Regions from separate parts of the Capsicum annuum genome. Here region 1 is linked to region 2. The links are chromatin contacts, called in public Hi-C maps. All regions are on one chromosome and are shown on one strand. Each heading gives the region's core, a stretch centred on a gene start, on an enhancer-like site or on the middle of the called end of the contact. The rest is flanking DNA. Distances are from core to core; before and after follow the strand shown. Region 1 holds the start of LOC107840952 (splicing factor U2af large subunit A). Region 2 holds the start of LOC107840956 (serine acetyltransferase 5).

The links. A called contact is a pair of places that touch in the nucleus more often than the background predicts.
Region 1: a Hi-C map of bud shows a contact between it and region 2, with 9 times the contacts expected there. The contact joins the promoter of LOC107840952 here to the promoter of LOC107840956 in region 2. A contact is called at or near these places in 3 of 5 Hi-C or Micro-C datasets (bud, leaf and placenta).

Annotation. Positions count from the first base shown.
Region 1 is chr9:216,298,376-216,301,075 of UCD10Xv1.1, forward strand. It overlaps LOC107840952 (splicing factor U2af large subunit A), which reads right to left and starts at 1,331. Exons shown (of 14, transcript XM_016684907.2): 1 at 1,175-1,331.
Region 2 is chr9:215,944,815-215,947,514 of UCD10Xv1.1, forward strand. It overlaps LOC107840956 (serine acetyltransferase 5), which reads right to left and starts at 1,437. Exons shown (of 2, transcript XM_016684916.2): 1 at 633-1,437. The coding sequence starts at 1,025.

The sequences.
Region 1 (2,700 bases), core at 81-2,580, 350 kb after region 2:
AAATCAATTGTATATTGGTTTAATTGGGTTTATAGATTTAGAAAACCGACACTATTGGCTTGGTTATATTTTAATAAAAAAACGAACCAACCCGACCTATGTACACCCCTAATTACGAATAAGTTTAATAATGCGCCAAACACAGTGCTCTAAACTACCACCAAGACCTATCCATTGATAAATCAACACGAGGCTCGACTACTTACTAACCTTCCATGTCAATTATCAAAAAAAAAAGTACTATAACAATTATTCATAATTCAGCTGGCATGAATTCCAATGATACTACCACAAAACACAGTCCTCTAGACAAACACCAAGCCCTATCCCATCAATAAAGCAACACAACGCTTGACCACCTACTAACCTTCCACCGCGATTATCAAAAAAAATAAAAGTACTATCCTTATAATTCATAATTCAGATGGAATAAATTCCAATGATACTACGACAAACACGGTGCTCTAGACTAACACCAAGCCCTATCCCATCAATAAAGCAACACAACATTCGACCACCTACACCTTCCACCTCGATTATCACAAAAAATAAAAATACTATCCTTATAATTCATAATTCAGATGGCACGAATCCAAATTATACTACCACAAACACGGTGCTCCATACTACCACCAAAACCTATCCCATCAATAAAGCAACACAACGTTCAACCATCTACTAACCTTCCATTGCGATTATTAAGAAAATAAAATAGAAGTACTATCCCTACAATTCATAATTCAGATGGCACGAATTCCAATGATACTACAAAAACACGGTGCTCTAGACTAACACACCAAGCCCTATCCCATCAATAAAGCAACACAACACTCACCACCTACACCTTCCACCGCGATTATCAAAAAAAAAACAAAAGTACTATCCTTATAATTCACAGTTCAAACTCTACCGATATGACACATCATAATTTCTCTTAGACAAAATAAAGTAATGATAATTTCATAATTCAGGTGGCACGAATTCCAACGATACGACACATCATAATTTCTCTTAGACAAAACAAAGTACTATTTTGATAATTTCATAATCCATATGGCACAAATTCCAACGATACGATACATCATAAATTTGCTTACAAAAATATATGCGAAAAATCAATCAATTTCAAACAATTATATAATTTCGTATTCACTATTTAAAGAACAGAACGAACCGGACAACGATTTAACTGCTCCGGCGAGTTGAACCGGTAAATGGCTTGAAGTGAACCGGAAAATTGGTCGGCGATCGGTTTTAACTTGCTAGGGTTTGTTAAACGTGTAGGGGAAAACAAAAGCGATTGGAGAACAAAAAGAAAAACGAGCAAAACGATTCTTTAATGGGAACTATGAGGATTTTATAAAATGGGCTATTGGGCCAATTGACAATGTTTGGGCCCAATGGTTTGCCAGTGTTTCTTGTTCTAGGTGTTTGGTGATTTTTGTAGTTTCAAAATAATATAAACATATATGTTAACTTATCATATTTATGTAAATTTTTATCCTTACAAAGTAATTAAAAAGAAAAATTAATTATGTATCTTTATTGGATATATCTAGAGCTAATTATGTATCTCGACGGGACTAAAATCAGAAAAAATGTATCGAGGGTTAATTATGTATCTTTAAAAAGGAAAAAATGTATTGTATTAGATGTGTTATGTATCTCGACAGATCTAGAATCGAAAATAATGTATTAGAGCTAATTATGTATTCTTACAAAGGAAAAAATGAATCGGCGTTGGATGTAGCATAAGCTAATTATGTATCTCGACATACCTAAAATTGAGGTTTTCAGTAATTATGCAAAATGTTGGAATTTTCGGTAACTAATCTCCAAACTGTCGAGATGTATGTTGTTTGCCCTAATTTATAGTACTTCTATGTGGGTGTCTTGTTTTCATTATTCTCTGTTAGCGTGATAGTCAACCTTTTTTTAATTTTTTATTACATCTTTTTATATAGATTTTTAATACTAAGCAAGGGTTTGGCAAAAACAAACTCTCTACTTTATTGGGGGTTAGTGGTATGGATTACGCACATTTGATCCTCCCATACCCCACTTGGTGAGAATATATTATTTGTTGTTGTTGTTGATAGTGTTTGAACCGTCATTATGTAATGATCAATTTGTTGTGATTGCGTTGTTATGTTTTTTTTTCCTTCTGTGAGAATATATTACGCACATGTAATGATCAGTTTGAACCGAGACCCCGCCTGCACCCGCCACGCCGTCGTCCTCAGCCGCAGCCCCAAGCGAAATCCGGTGACTTCTAACCTTTGTTATTTCATTATTTCATTATTTCGTTATTTCATATTGCATTTTAGTTCGTTATCTCATATTTCATATCGCATTTTAGTTCGTTATCTCATATTTCATATTGTGAACATTGTCTGTTGACTGTTGTTGCTGTTGCGGCGGTCGCTGCTTAGTTTTGCTTCGGGAGTAGTCCCGTCAACGTGTGTGTGCCTTGTATCTCCTGGCTGCTGCTTGGATATTGCCACCGGCTATATCCTTTTACTTCCCTATTTTTTGCGTGTAGTTGTGGCTGTGGGCGGTAATGGGTGGTTAGGGTCTTGTCCGAGGGGGTTGGGGCGTGGGGCTGTGGCGGGGGCGGGAGATGGGGGGAGGGCGGGAGTGGGTGGGAGGCCAAGGTTTGGCCGAGGGGGGGGTAGTGGGGGGCGCGTGGATAGCGACGGT
Region 2 (2,700 bases), core at 187-2,686:
AACAACTAAAAATTGAACCAAAAAACGTGCAACAACTCAATACTGAACAACTAAAAATTGAACAAAAACCGGTAATTATGCACCTGACAAGCAAGCAACCCTTTATAATTAAGCAAACAATGCGAAAACGAACAAGCAAAAATGAACGAAAATGTGCAACAACTCAATACTAGACAGGTAAAATTGAACGAAAACGTGCAACAACACAATACTGAACAAGTAAAAATTGAACGAAAGCTGACATGAAAGGAACCCTTTATAATTAAGCAAACAATGCAAAAACGAACAAGTAAAAATGAATGAAAACGCGCAACAACTCAATACCGGACAGGTAAAATTGAACAAAAACATGCAACAACTCAATACAGAACAACTAAAAACGAACAAAAACATGCAACAACTCAGTACTGGATAAGTAAAAATGAACAAAATGTGTGACAAACTCAATACTAAACAAGTAAAACCGAACGAAAACGCTCAACAACTCAATACTTAACAACTAAAATGACTCAATACCGAACAAGTAAAAATGAACGAAAACGTGCAACAACGAACAACTAAAACTGAACGAAAACGTGCAACAACTCAATACTGAACAAGTAAAAATTGAACGAAAACTGTTAATTACGCACCTGACAAGCAAGGAACCCTTTATAATTAAGCAAACAATGCGAAAACGAAACACAAGCCGGATCCCGATACCGCGCCGCAAGCAAATCAGCCGACGCAGCAGCACGCAATTCAGGATCAGTAGAGAAAGTATTAAGGAACAAATCGTAGAGAAGCGTAGACAAAAGCGTTGAAGAACAAAGCTTATTTCCTAAATGGAAAGAGAGCGAACGCTCGAGCGAAGAATGAGATAGTATTGTTGAGTATAAATAGCTAGCTAATGCCGGCTCAGCTTCGGCGTCGCGCCGAGCTTCGGCTTTGATTTGTGTCCATAGCCATATGGCTTCTTCCGCCGTGTCCGTCGGTGGATGCGGCGTTGCTGGGGTGGCGTTACGGTGGTGTTCCTCCGCCGGCATTTTGTGAAACGGTGCCGTTTGTTTTGGCGGAGCTTGTGAGATTTGGGGGTATTTATAGATTAATCTAAAGATGACACATGGAAAGATTTGAACTTATCAACTTTCTAGAATGTTACCGTCGTATAACTAATCTACATATTAATTTTAAAATAAAATTATTTATATTAAAACTGGATAAAATACATAAATTATTGATTATTAACTATTTTAAAATTATAATGTTATATAATTAATAATAAAATAGTTAATCTCAAAATAATTAATATTGGAACTAAACGATCCTTATAGAAAAATATTTTTGTGAGATTTTTTTCCCTTTTTAGAGGAGTTATTTATGGAAAAATTAGCTATAACTCTTCCGCCGGCAATTTGGAAAACTGTGCCGTTTTGGTGGCAGATTTTTGAAGTGTTGGTGAGATTTGGAAGTATTTATCGATTTGTAAGTATTGCACAGAAAGATGACACGTGGAAAGATTTTGGACTAATTAACTTTCTAGAATGTTACGGCTCTTTGGCAGGAAGGGACGAGGATAACTAATCTCAAGATTATTTTTAACATGAGCTTTATCTCATTTTTAATTGGAATAAATGCATGGAATTACTCATTTAGGAATGAATTATCTTGAAATTATATTACTATAAAATTATTTTCAAAATAATTAATATTAGGACTAAACGACTTCTTAGATAAAATTATTATAATTATAATCAAATAAATACATAAATAAGTATGCGACGGTAGGGGTGTGCAAAATCAAACGGACTGATAAATCGAATCGATAAAAATGTTATTGGTTTATTAATTATTGAGTTATTGAGTTAACGGTTTTTTTAAAAAAAATATTGGGTTATTGGTTCGGTTCGATTTTTTCTTATTAGGTTATTGGGTAAATCGATAACCCAATATATATATATGTGTGTGTGTGTGAATTATTATATATTTCTCTTAATTTCTCTTTAATTTATACAAATTAGCAAACATATTATTTCAATTATACAAACTCTTAATTTCTCCTGATAATAGTTAGTTCAAACTTAAGATTCTTGTAAATTAAAACACATTATATAGGATTTTTAGTTGCAACTAAGATTCAGTTTTTTTTCATATTAGTTACTAATATTTCTATTTTATGAGTATTTTTTTATCGGTTAAACCGAAATCAAACCGTTAAGGACTAAAAATAGATAAATAGAAAATCGATAAAAAATATCTTATTGGTTTGACTATTGGTTTAGCATATTTAAAAATCAAAAATCGATAAACCTAACCAATAATATGTAAAATCGAATCGAATCGATCGATGCACACCCCTATGCGACGGTGTTATTTCTAGAAGGTGTTATTTTATGGGGGAAAAAATACTACCCTCCGTCACAAATTGAGATGACATATTTATTAACAAAAATAATTAATAATATGACTAGTTTACTTTAGTGCTTCTATTAAATAGTGTTTATATTTTAATTTGAAGAAAAAATAATTAATGCAAAGGGTAAAACATGAAAAAAAATTTGTCTCTTCTTGATTAATAAAAAATAAAATAAAATAAAAAATCAAATTAAAAAATTTAGGATAGATAATTTGAGACGGAGGGAGTATATCAAAGTTTGAATCTTTGACAAATGAAACAAATAATACAATGGAAACAAATAATGTCTCCACATTAAACAGTGA